Regions from separate parts of the Oryctolagus cuniculus genome. Here region 2 is linked to region 1. A link is a contact called in public Hi-C data. All regions are on one chromosome and are shown on one strand. The core of a region is the stretch at or near the end of the contact, and the rest is flanking DNA. Distances in the headings are between cores, read along the strand shown. Region 1 holds the start of PHLPP1 (PH domain and leucine rich repeat protein phosphatase 1). Region 2 overlaps ZCCHC2 (zinc finger CCHC-type containing 2).

Region 1 (6,629 bases), core at 2,281-4,780:
TAAGAAAGCAGCAAGTTCAGAAGGAGGTAACAATGACTGCTTTTGATAAGGGAAAAAAACGATTAAAATGACCATGTCAGAAACTAAGGACTTAAACAGAAATAGGACTGTCATTTCTTATATTGAGTTTAATAAACAAAACAAAAAAAGCAGCTTATCATCCACTTAGAATATGTTAGCCCCTCTTGAAGAGACAACTGAAGATTTTTATTTCACAACTATAACACCAAAACCTTTCTCACGGACATCTACCATGATCAGAATAGACAATCAGGAGCAAAGGAAGGGCTACAGAGCTCTTTGGGTACAAAATATGTTCAAATACTGTTTATTTAACTACTTGTTTCATATCTATTTCCCTCCACACAGCTAAGTTTAGTTATAAGGGCATTCATTGTTCTCATGTTAACACCAAGTATATAGTCTCCTTCGAAGTATAATTATCATTTGGTGTTTGTATAAAACATTTTACAAATTCCATGAGCTGTAGGAGGAAGGGATATAGCTGTTGCTCCTATATATTAAAAGGAAAAAAAATCACCTATATTCTGGTCCATAAACTGTAAAAGGCATGTCACCCAGCTGAGATACTGGCTTCAGATGGTATGACTTGATTTTCTTAATAAGGCAAAAATCACCAGAAACCTGCTAAGAACTTCAGAGAATTTTCAATGAAACTTACAGGAACCAGGTATACTACAACCTTGCCTATTTCAATGTGGAGAACAGATTTCTTCATTCAAAAAGTAAACTGCCACTAGGACCAAAGCACATGTTAAGTTTGAAAGAATGGCTATGGATATACAGAGTCGTCATAAGTTTATTTTCCCACCACCACCTACAAACTCATACCTAAAGTTGGTTAGGATTTAATTCCGCTAATGGTAACTTAAATAAAATTCCTAATCATACAATCTTATCTTTAAATCACAAGAGGCAAAGGGCACAAACAACTTATAAAGCTGAAGTACAATAACAAGGACCTATGGCTCCCTAATTCACTTCTAGCCAAGCCTTTAGCCAAAGGAGAAATGCCGCATCAACAACTTGTGCTGGTCCTGCAAAGACTGAGCAGCATTTTAGGTCACATCCAAAGAGACAGATATTGCAATACGGAACCCCTACTGCAAGTCCTACCGCGAGGGTCTGTGCCCACCACAAAGGCCAGAGGAAAAAAAGAAACAGGCAAAATCACTTGGATGCAAGATTCAAAAATCGAAAATAAGCCTCCCTCCCTCCAAAAAAAAAAAAAAAAAAAGCGCTTCGGAAAAGTATCACTTTAAAAAAGGATCGTATTCGTGAAGTTTCCAAGGAGAACTCCCTGGGTAAACACGCAGGCAGAGAGCTGAACACGCCGGGGCCCCAGCTGGCAGGGAAGGAGTCAGGGCAGCGCATACTGTACTTGTGGCTGGCTCGGTCCACTGCGGCCAAGACGCAGGGCCGGGGTTCCCCTGGGGTGGGCACTGTCCTGTGCACGCGAGGGCTTCCCTGACACCCAGCAAGGCCCCGGGAGAGGCCTGAAGGCAGCAACCCGACGGCTCCAGGTGCCACCTCCTCCGTCGGGAGTGCACGCTTCCTGGACTTCCCCGCGATCTGGGCCAGCTCCGCCACACCGCTTTCTGGTCCCTGAGCCCTCACGACAGACCACAAACGGGCGGATGTGAGGATTCCTCCTCCCAGCACCACACGGCCCGACCGTGCAAGCCGGAACCAAGGCTCACACCAGGACTCCCCGGGACCCGCAGCGACTCTTGGGCCGGGCAACAGACTCCTTCCTGGGTCCCTGCAAGAGTGCACGTGCAGGTGCTTTCCTTACCTACATAGAAGCGGATGAGACAGCCGATCTCCGAGTCCATGCCCTCCTCCTGCACCCGCCACAGCTCCCCGAATCCCAGCTGGAAGAGGTAGTCATTCTGGATCTGCAGCGGCTTCTCGTCCGCCTCCAAGCGCCGGGTGGTCTCTCCGTGGAGCTGCACGTAGAGGGTGGGCGGCGGGGGCACCTTCGACGGGGCGCCTCCTGGGGCCTCGGCCGCCGCCGCCGCCTCCTCCGGCCGAGGCCCCTCGGGGGCAGCGCCGCCTGCGATGTCCGCGCCCCTGGGGGCTTGCTTCGGCAGAGAGCGGGAGGCGGTCGGGGAAGGCGGCCCGGGCTGTGCGGGACCGCAGGGCTGACCCGGGGCCCCCGTCGGGGTCGGGGCTGAGTCGGTCTCGAGCTCCTCAGACGAGGACGAGCCGCCGCCGCTGCTGTAGGGGTCCAGCCGGTCGGACACGCTCTCGGCGCTGGGGCTCAGGCTGAAGCTCTCGGTGTCGGAGGCCGGCGCCGCGGCCGCGCCGTCCAGGGGCCGCGGGACGCCTGGCGGAGGAGAGCCGAGGCCCCTAGCGAACGGCTCGCCGGGGCTGCAGTCCGAGGGGACCGGGCTAGCGCGGGCGGCGCACCGCGCCCCCCGGCCCGGGCCGCCGGCGGGCAGTGGCAGGTCGGTGGGCGGCGCGCGCGAGGGGCCCCCGACGGCACCCGGCGCGTTCCCCGCCGGCAGCTCGGGGGCCGCGAGCCGGGGCCCGGCGTCGGGGGAAGCCTCGGCGCCAGCGGGTCCGGGCCCCTGGCCCAGAACCTTCAGCACGCCGCCGCCTTTGTGGCCGAGCTGCAGCAGGCGGGCGGCCACCTCCCCGGCCGTGGTGTCCAGCGTGCAGAGCACCGGGCGCAGGTAGGCGGAGGCCGTGTGGCGGTCGAAGACGTGCAGGCAGCCCCGCCGGAGCTGCTGCCTCACCCAGTCCCGGTCCGACGGCTGCAGCGGCATCACCTGCCGGTGCTTCAGCAGCAGCGTCTTCCTGTCCAAGCTCCGGGTGCACAGCGACGCCGAGGCCGAGCAGGAGGCGGGGAGGCCGGCGGCGCCCGCGGGGTGCGAGACGGCAGCCGCCGAAGACGACGACGAGGACGACGACGACGACGACGACGACGAGGCGGCAGCGGCGGACAGATTCCTCTTGAGCCGCCCTCTCCTCAGCAGCAGCGAGTTAGCGCCGTGGCCGGCCCCCGGCACCGCGGCTGCCCCGCCGGCCGCGGGCTGAGGCGCCCCGCGCCGCCTCCTGCGCCCGGCGCCCCCCGCCCGGCCCGGCAGCGGCCCCAGCGGCGCCTCGCCGGGGGCCTCTTCCCGCGCCCCGCAGCCGCTGCCCTTCCCGCCGCTCGGGGCCGCCGCGGTCGGCGCGGACTCCAGGCTCCGGCCGCCCCCGGCCGCCGCCGCCGCCGCCGCCGCTGCTGCGGGAGCCGGAGCGCGGTCCTCCCGGCCGGGGTCGGGGAGTCGCTGCGCCGGGGCCGCGGCGGCGGGCTCCATTGCCGCGGGGCTTCGCGTTTTCCCCCCAGCTCCGGAGGCAGCGGGCGGAGAGGGAGGCGAAGGTGGGAGACGGCGGCGGCGGCGGCGGCGGCGCGCGGAGAAGGGAGAAGCCAATGGCGTTCGGCGCGGCCGTTCCAGGGGATTATGTGGCAATTCGGAGTATTCCGCCGGTGTCTCGGTGTTCCATCCCGCGCGCCCGCCCGCCTCGCCGCCGCCGCCGCCGCCCCCCCCCCCGCACACACGCCCTCCCCGCGGGGGTCGCGAGCTCCCCCGCGCCAGGCCCCGCCTGCTCCCCCCACCTCGCCCCGGCGAACCAGCCGCCGAGCTGGGCTCATTGAATATTAATCGCGCGGCGGGAGCGGGAAGGCGGGAGGCGGGCCGGGCGAGAGCTCAGCGCGCACCTCATGAATATGCATCGCCAGCATGACGGCATTCCCGGGAGGAGCGGGGAGCGCCGGAGGACGGCGGGGGGCGGAGCCTAAGAGTAAACAAACGTGACGCGTGCGTGCGGGGGCGGGGCGGGGGCAGTCTCCCGGGAGGTCCCAGAGCCGGCCTCGGAGAGGGGTGGTGACGAGAGGGGTGCGCGGTGCACCTAGGGAGTTGTAGTTCTCTTCTGGGGACGGCTATTCTTGAGAGAAAAGTGGGGAACTACAAGCCCCAGCGATCCTTGGGTTCTCCGCCTTGCTGCCAGCATCTGACCATGACCAGTGGGGATTGTGCCCTCTGCTGTTGAACTCTGTACCGAAGTGTGTTCTTGCGGGTTTACTTGTAGCTTACCCGCCCACTGTCCCTTGCCAGATGACTTTTATTTTCCTTGCTAATTGAAAAAGGAGGATTTCCAGGGACTCTAAACGGTAAGAAAACACTCGATCCTCACCCCCGCCCATTGCGTGAGATACAAATACACACCCACAGCACAGCACCTCAGGATCACCGGCACTCCCGGTGCGCCGACACGATTTTTCTCTTTCGAGGCCCGGGGAGACGGGCAGTGTCCTCATTGAATATGCTTGCGGGAGCCCTGAGCCCATCCTCTCCCGCCGGAAGGAGCACAGCAAAGAACCGGAGTTGTTTGAAGTTTGCCGTCGCTTTATTCAGGCGGAGTGAAGTGGGAAAGGGAAGAAGCGGTGGCGTGGAGACGCGGGGGGCTGCTTCGCGTGTTCCCGTCGCCTTCCCGGGTTTTTTCAGTCACGTTCACAACAGGATTTCCCTGCAGCTTCTATGTGTAGTTGTGGTCTGAAAAGTTACATTTATTTCGTCAGTTGAAACAGCATTGTAGTCTGTAGCGGGACAGTTTACTGTTTCAAAGAATTTAGTACACGTTTTAAATTGATCTAACAGTCTTAGATTTGTAAGTCGGGATTTCCACACGTGAGACTTTTAAAATAACTTTACTACCATCCAGGGCCTGTCTGAACTTTCAGTTGCTAAACTTGGAGGTGAGGAGAGAAAAGGAGAGAGAACTGGAAGTTGTGGCGAGAGAATCGCACTTAGCTTATCCTTGCAGTTTCTCCAAGAGGAGTGGAAGCAGCTACCTGGACAACAAATAAATACTTCTCTGTGATTCCTGAAATTTCTGAAAGAAAATTTTCATATATTTTCCTTTTGAAGTCTTCCCTGGCCTCGTGAAAATAGTTTTTACTCCGTTTGAATTCAATCAACAGCAAACACTTTTGAATGTAGGGATATTGCAAGTTCTCACACGAGAGTTAACAAATTCAAGTCAATTAATTTAACAAATAATTGTGAGCATGTATTATGAACCAGTCACTAGGTAAAGCAATTGAATATATCATACACTATCCTTGCCTCCACAGGGTTTATAAATTAGAATGTTCAACAAGTGAGACATGTACAAAAATATAAGGTACTGTGGAAACACACTCCGCCGGCGCCGCGGCTCACTAGGCTAATCCTCCGCCTTGCTGCCCCTGCACACCGGGTTCTAGTCCCAGTCGGAGCGCAGGATTCTGTCCTGGTTGCCCCTCTTCCAGGCCAGCTCTCTGCTGTGGCCAGGGAGTGCAGTGGAGGATGGCCCAAGTCCTTGGGCCCTGCACCCCACGGGAGACCAGGAGAAGCACCTGGCTCCTGCCATCAGATCAGCGCAGTGCGCCGGCTGCAGCGCGCCGAGTGCGGCGGCCATTGGAGGGTGAACCAAGGGCAAAAGGAAGACCTTTCTCTCTGTCTCTCTCTCTCTCACTGTCCACTCTGCCTGTAGAAAGAAAGAAAGAAAGAAAGAAAGAAAGAAAGAAAGAAAGAAAGAAAGAAGGAAGGAAGGAAGGAAGGAAGGAAGGAAGGAAGGAAGGAAGGAAGGAAGGAAGGAAGGAAGGAAGGAAGGAAGGAAGGAAGGAAGGAAGGAAGGAAGGAAGGAAGGAAGGAAGGAAAGGGACTCAAAACGAGGGGAAGTCAGAAAATAGAGAGCTAACTTAGAATGAAATTTTCTGGAGCGAATAAAAAATAAGTACTTGATGAAGAATCGCGGTGTCTCACTAGGCTAATCCTCCACCTAGCGGCGCCGGCACACCGGGTTCTAGTCCCGGTCGGGGCGCTGGATTCTGTCCCGGTTGCCCCTCTTCCAGGCCAGCTCTCTGCTGTGGCCCGGGAGTGCAGTGGTGGATGTCCCCCAGGAAAAGCACCTGGCTCCTGGCTTCGGATCAGCGCAGCGCGCCAGCCGCAGCAGCCATTGGAGGGTGAACCAATGGCAAAAAGGAAGACCTTTCTCTCTGTCTCTCTCTCTCACTGTCCACTCTGCCTGTCAAAAAAAAAAAAAAAAAAAAAGGCAGATTGTGCATATTGTATATTGAAGATAAATTTTAGCTATACTAACCTATATGTTTCCTTGAGTAGCACCTAACATAACCCATTAGTTCTAGAAATGGAAAGATAGGTATTTTAGTTTGCACATCCTTTAATATGATTTAAAAACAAAGCCCAGGGGGCCAGCATTGTGGCATAGCAGGTTAAACCTCCACCTGTGACACCAGCATCCCGTTTGGGCACCGATTTATGTCTCAGCTGCTCCACTTCTGATCTAGCTCCCTGCTAATGCATCTGGGAAAGCAAATGGTCCTAATCCTTGGGCCCCTACACCCACATGAGAGACCCTGGCTCCTGGCTTGGGCCTGGCCCAGTCCTGGCCATTGCAGTCATTTGGAGAGTAAACCAGCAGATGGAAGGGCTCTGTCTGTAGTGCCCTCTCTTTCTCTGTAACTCTGCCTTTCAAATAAAAAAAAATGTTAAATTTCAAAACTAAAACATAGAATTTTTACCTCTTTATGTTCATTAGTTCTTTAAATTTTGCTC
Region 2 (6,629 bases), core at 1,106-3,605, 170 kb after region 1:
ACTGCATTGCTATCCCAACATCCAACTACTGGACTGAGGCTACTGTAGAACTGTAATATCTCCTGTTAATGGATGACTTTCTAACAGCTGACTCGGGAGGCAGAGTTAGATCTTCCATTCACTGGTCCAGTCACCCAAATGACCGCCACAGCTAGGGCTGGGCCAGGCCAAAGCCAGGAGCCTGGACCTTCATCCAGGCCTCCCACGTGGGGCCCAGGCGCTTGCGTCATCTGCCACTGCATTTGCAGGCTCATTAGAGTGGATCTGGACCAGACAGGGAGCAGCCAGGACTTGAACCAGCAATCTGGTAGGGGATGCCAGTGTTGCAGGCAGAGGCTCAACTCGCTGTGCCACAAGCTGAGGCCCGGTGTCGTGGCCGGGAGCGGGCGTACAGGATGCAGCTTCTGACTGTGGGCAGCATGGTGGGGACCCTTTGCCGAGACACACGGCCTGGCAGGAGGACCAGAAGTGGGCTTGTTGGGAGAGGGGCAGAAAAGAAAGTCCCCAAGAGGAAGCTGAACCAGTGAGGGCGGCAAAGTCGGCACAGCGTCTCGGCAAGCAATGCATGGGGCCCTCTTTCTCTGCTCTGCCTCCTCCATCGAATGGAAATGAAGCAACCCCTAAACCAGGCTGTGCGGCTGGCCACACCTCACACGTGGTTCCACCCTCTGTTGACCTCGGGTGCTGGGAGTTGTGCTCGCGGCCCTTTCTGATCCACGCAGCAGTTCCACACCTTGGCCCCCAGTCCTCCGGCCCTGCATCCCACTGAGAGAAAGAGGAAGCCATCGGTCCCCTCCTCCGCCTTCCCACTGACCGCTGCGATGCCACTCTCTCTCGCCAGCCTTAGGCCCGTCTGTCTGGCATCTCCTGCCCGCCCTTTCTCCCCTGTGACTGTCTTCCTGGTCGCCGGTCATGACCTCATGTGACGATTCTTTCTCTCCACTGCACGTGTTGGCAGCAGCACTTCACTGGCGAGGTCTCTGCTCTTCAGGGCAGGTTCTCTCTTTTTTAATAGATTTGAGAGGCAGAGACAAAGGTCTTCCATCTGCTGGTTCCCTCCCCAAATGGCCATAAAGGCTGGAGTTGAGCCGATCCAAAGCCAAGAGTCAGGAGCTTCTTCCGGGCCTCCCACGTGGGTGCAGGGGCTCTAGCACTTGGGCCATCTTCTGCCGCTTTCCTGGGCCATAGCAGAGCTGATTTGGAAAAGGAGCAGCCGGGACAAGAACGGGTGTCCACGTGGGATGCCAGCGCCGCAGGGCAGGCGGAGGCTTAGCTGCACCGCAGCGCCGCCCCGGGGCGCATTCCCGTGATCTTTTCCGACATCTCTGAATTTTCATTCCCAATCTGATGGACCGCTCGGCTCTCTCTGCAAACTCCATCCTAGGTGAATGTGTCTGGCAGGAGGAATGGTTGAGGAGTCTGTTCTACTTACACCCTTCAGGTGGCCCAGCGGCCAGACTGAGAAAGACTGGCTTTGCCAGATGTCACTCTAACTGCCAAGTCCGCCCCTGCAGCAGCTTGTGTTCCCTTCCCACCTGCTGCTCCTCCTGGCTCCCTGCCTCAACTAAGGACCCCTTCATCGCCCTCCTCCCAAACCCGCTGGTGGCCTTTCTGAAATGCAGCTTTGGTGATGTTTCCTTTGCCATCTCCCTTCGTGGCCTGACCAAGATGTGTCTGTCCTCGGACCGTCTTTCCCCACTTCTGCACAGGCGGAATTCGGCTCCCCGCTCTGCGATCCCAAGACCTGCTGCTTTGTGGGAGTTGCGTGTGCCCCAGACTGAGCCGAGTGACTGAATGTAGGCAAGTACCACTGCCAGGTGCGAAGAAAAGGGCATGGCCAGGAGGTGGCAAATTCCTACTCGTGGGGCAGCAGGACAGAGCTTAGGGCCTTGACGGTAACTGCAAGAGCAGGTGCGGTATACACAGGGAGGCCACGCGCTCCTTGGAGTCTGTACAGTAGGAGTTGAGGGCCACGTCTGTTGTGACCATTGACCATTCCACTGTGCTACAGATGATATGTAAATGATAAGTAGGTTCCCCAAACTTTACTTGTAGACACCGAAATTTGAATCTTGCGCTTTCCCTGCCTGTGTCATTAGGGCATTAGGGCTGTTTTTTTTTTTTTTTTTTTTTTTTTTTTATTTGTCTCAGTCCCAGAAAACGAAAACTTCATGGATCCCACTGGGGAAAAGCCTAGGAACTTTGCGGGAGGGGCGTGGCCCCGCTCAGCGCTGGCCATGTTTATGCTGCCACCTAGTGGCCGGATGGCCTGAGAGCCGAGCCTTTTCTCTGCTCTTCCTCCAGCACCTGGAGACGCCCCCATCCCACAGCCAGGGTGTGTGACAGGTGGGGTGTAGGTTCCCGACCGCACCAAAGAAGGACTTGAGATCAAACCAAAATGAAGCGTAAGGGTAAGGAGTAGCCACCTTGAGAAACTGCACAAAGCGACAAAGCAAGCTTCGAGCCGCAGGATTGTGGAACTGGGCGGAACTTGGGAGACGGCATTCGCCAGCCCTCGGGTGAGAGAAAGGGTCTGAAGAGGGCAGTGAGACGGTGGGGTTGAAGGCACACAGCGCTGGCGGCTGGTGCCGGACGCGAAGGAGCCGTGCAGCAGCGCCCCTGCGGCCACCCCGCCAGGCTCGCCGCCGCTCGGTCGCTCTTGGCTCGTGGACACGAATTCAGTCCCTGTGCCTCGATTTCCCTGCCTGCAAAATGGCGCCCAGCCCCTCCCCTGCCTCACCGGGCTGTGGTGAGGCCGACGCTTGAGCTGCGTCTGGTCTCCAGTGGGCACACAACCCCCCCAGTCAGAGTCCACTGCGCGCCACGTTACAGCGCTGTGTGCACGAGGCCACATGGAAGCCCTGCAGCCAGTCTACACCGCCCGTCAGCCCGAGGCGCCGGCGCGTACGTGGGCAGGTGCTGGGGCCTGTGCCTGGGGCTGCACTCCAGCGACCGCCGGGCAACCTGCTGGCGTCCTTGGCGCTCAGCAGGGCCCTGGGGGTGGGCGGCCGCGGTTTCCCTGCGGGGGCTGCTTGGCTGCCCTCGTCTTTACTCGCGTGCTCTGCGGCTGTGTCTGGGCGACGGGGCGGCCTGGGGCAGCGTCTGGGTCCACGTCGCAGCTCCCGTCCTCTCCTCGTGCTTCTCACACAGGGAGCAAGCCCAGCCATCTGTGTTTCAGCCTCCGGCCAGGCCCGCACCGAGGCCCGTGTCTACAACCGGGCTAGACGGCGCTTTCCTACTGCGGCGGCTTTGCCATCCCGTGGCCACCAACCGCAAGGAGGCACACGACAGAGGCCGCCCGCCGCCGGCGCGTGGCCGGGCCCGGCCTCCCGTGGAAATCCAGAGGCCGCGTGGTCGGGACATCCGTGGGTTCCCTTCGCTTTATTTGGACAGTTTTCCAAAGCCGCTGCGTTTAGCTCAGCGTGGAGATGCTGACTGGGGACAGGAAGGGGGTGTCCGCAGCACGTCACGGCTCCAAACCCCCGTTCCTGACCTGGGGAGCGGGGAGGAAGATCCCAGCCCGTTCGTGGACAGGAGCCCGTGAGGGCCGTCGGGGCGCGCACAGATCCCGGTGCTGGAGGCGGCGGCGGCCTGCAGCCTTTGAAAGCACCGGGCACAGGCTTCCGGTCAGTGTCCCTACACTAGGCCAGCCGGAAGTTACATCTGCTTGCTTGCACTGCCCTCGTCCCCCACCAGGTGGCACTGCTTCCCAAGGAGCGATTTCTTCTGGGGCAAGGCTGGCTCTGCCCTCTACAGAGAGCAGGTGAGAGCGGCAAGAGGAAAAAGAGTGAAGAACCCCCACCCCGCTCAACGCCCGCCCCCACCAACCCCGCCACGCCCCAGGTTCCAGGAGCTAAACAGGATCTTGGGATTCAGGGTCCCTGGTGATTGTGGGACGGGTCTGAGGCCCCCACGCGTGTCACATGCTCAGCTCTAGGATGGGAAAGAGCAGGCCTAAAGGCTCCCAGGCGTGACACAGGTCTGCGTGCACCACGTTCCGACAGAGGGCATCTGTCTGTCCAACGAGCACAGCGCTTAAGAATCCGGAAGTTCATTTGCCGGCGCCGTGGCTCAATAGGCTAATCCTCTGCCTAGCGGCGCCGGCACACCGGGTTCTAGTCCCGGTCGGGGCGCCGGATTCTGTCCCCGTTGCCCCTCTTCCAGGCCAGCTCTCTGCTATGGCCAGGGAGTGCAGTGGAGGATGGCCCAGGTGCTTGGGCCCTGCACCCACATGGGAGACCAGGAAAAGCACCTGGATCCTGGCTCCTCCACATCGGAGGAGGTGCGCCGGCTGCAGCGGCGGCCATTGGAGGGTGAACCAACGGCAAAGGAAGACCTTTCTGTCTCTCTCTCTCACTGTCCACTCTGCCTGTCAAAAAAAAAAAAAAAAGAATCCGGAAGTTCTGAGCTGCGGCCAAGGGAAGCTATTTGTGCGTGCACAGGTGCGGCACTGCGCCCTAGGCAGTGACGAGGACGTCAGACTTTAACATTAGGATGACCATCAGGAATCCAAAGTGAGCACGCGCATGCTCCCGGCAAACGACACGCCCTTTCTGCAAGGGCCCCGGCGACACCCGCAGAGGACGACCCAGTCGGCAGTGACCCGTGTGCCTCACTCCGTGCCCCCATACCTCCAAACTCCTGTCTGAAAACAGCCAAGCCCTCCAGGGAGGGAGGCTGGGCGGGCAGGGGCAGCACTGCCCTCTACCTCGAGATGGAGCGGCGGAAGGGTTCTCGGGGAACTGTGCCACAGCGTGGCTCCCTCCACGCGGCTCCTGCCTCAGCCGCAGCAAGCTCTGGGACCAGTGTGCCACTGGAAAAAAGGCTCCTAACAAACTTATCAACCCTATACCTCTTACTATCCTCCTTTCTTTCCCCTTCCCATCCATTATCTCCTCCATCGCATGGTGCAGCCATCTCTGCGCACTGCTAGCACCTCTTTCAAGCGGCTCTGCTATATCACCCTTCTTCCCCATACTCCCCTCTTTCTCTCTAACCATTTCCCCTATCCTATCCTCCCTCTTCTCTTCCCTTCACCATAACCCCCCCTCCTCCCACTTCTTTCCCCTTTTACACAGCGCTCAACCCCCCACAGGGCTTCCTGTCACCAAAGCCGAACTCCGCGGGCACCAGGGCGTCCTCTGCCTCAGCCCTTCCCACACTCCTCCCGCCGCACCCCAAGTACCCTTCCCTTCATCAACCCCTCCAGGTCCGCCTGCGTCTGCCTCCCCCCATACCCTATACACCCAATAGCCAAGCCAGTGCTGCCAGCACCTTGGTCCAGGCCCGCTGCCTCCTAACCCGCCTCTGAAACCCCCAGGCGCTCTCCTCAACTCTCCCATGTCCCCACGTGTCATCCAATCTGTCCTCCTCTCTACAGCTCGCACCCCCTCTCATACGTACCATCCCCACCACTTCCTCCGCCTGACACTTTACCTGCCTTACCTACACCGAGTGAATGTGCCCGCCACCTTCACTCCCGAGTGGGGGCGTGCGTGTCTCCCCTCCCCGCCAGCAACCCCACACCTCTGCTGTCGCTCCCCTGCCCCACATACCAGAGACCATCACCCTGCCCGTATCCATGACCCAGGGCTTTCTTCCCCCCCCTCCCCCCTCACCCCCCCAGTGTCGGTACCCAGGCAGACATCTTGCAACCAACAGTGAATCCTTGCTACATACGACATGGCAAATCTTGCAAATGATTTGCACATCCCCAATCCGGGATTATACCCTGAGAACTCGGATCCACAACCAGAAGACCAGCACAAAACTGTTCTTAGTAGCCCTGACAAGATGAGGAAGCAGTCAACTGCTCGTTGACAGAGTACAGAAAACTACTGTCCATTACGGGGGCCGCAAGAAGTTCATGAAAACGCGCATTGAAAACTGCGTAGATCGACAACTTCTTCATGAGAATGGCGTGCCAGATGCAGAGCCGCAGGGAAACCCCCGGCGGGGAACCTCGGGACCGCAACGCCAGAGGGCAGGGCCAGCCCTGCACGGTCGGCTGCAGGCCGCCTGGCCCAGGAGACGCAGACACAGGCTGTGCGCTGTGGCGGCTGTGAGATGTGTGAAGACAGAACAGCGGCGACCTTGATGCGCTGGGAGACCGAGAAGGGGCAGGCAAGACGCAAGGTTACCCCGGAGGCGGGCTCCCGACCAACACGCACTGTGGGGGCGTGTCTTGTCAGTTACCGTTTCACAGCATCGCTCAGGACACAACAGAAGAGAGAAGCAATGGAATCGGAACACCAGGATCGCCGGCTGGCTGACGCTGACGGCCTAGTATCAAGGTTAAGGCCATCCGTCCGGCCCTCCGCACCTGCAGCAGCGGCTGCCGAGGCCTCTACTGCTCACCGCCCTAAGTCTTGGGGCCTGGTACGTGCTCGGTACACGCAGAAGTGCAGGCCCCTCCTCCCGGCAGTCCCCCAGACAACCTACCCAGCGAGGTCATTTTGGGGAACACTGAGGAACCCCGAGTGGGTAACTGGGATTCACCGCTGACCTTAACCACCATATAGCACACCCTATCTTTCACAAGATTTGCAATAAGGCACGATTCTTAAGCTGTTTTTCATTTTTTTTATTGCTGTTAATTCAAGGAAAAAAGGTTGCATAAAATCCAATCT

What was found. Hi-C and Micro-C count contacts between places; a contact is called where the count stands out from the background.
Region 2: a Hi-C map of embryonic fibroblasts shows a contact between it and region 1, with 5 times the contacts expected there. The contact joins the enhancer-like site here to the promoter of PHLPP1 in region 1. A contact is called at or near these places in 5 of 6 Hi-C or Micro-C datasets (ear pinna, embryonic fibroblasts, psoas muscle and 2 more).

Annotation. Positions count from the first base shown.
Region 1 is chr10:15,811,502-15,818,130 of mOryCun1.1, forward strand. It overlaps PHLPP1 (PH domain and leucine rich repeat protein phosphatase 1), which reads right to left and starts at 3,531. Exons shown (of 17, transcript XM_051851890.2): 1 at 1,817-3,531. The coding sequence starts at 3,326. It overlaps LOC103349395 (a long non-coding RNA gene), which reads left to right and starts at 3,697. Exons shown (of 3, transcript XR_011379304.1): 1 at 3,697-3,827; 2 at 4,099-4,180; 3 at 4,301-4,438.
Region 2 is chr10:15,985,511-15,992,139 of mOryCun1.1, forward strand. It overlaps ZCCHC2 (zinc finger CCHC-type containing 2), which reads right to left. Exons shown (of 11, transcript XM_070050075.1): 11 at 6,569-6,629. Among named protein-coding and RNA genes, the nearest start is that of ZCCHC2, 65 kb to the right of the region's middle. Within about 2 kb of position 2,356, at least 1 of the 8 cell types and tissues checked has an H3K27ac peak or open chromatin away from gene starts, as enhancers often do.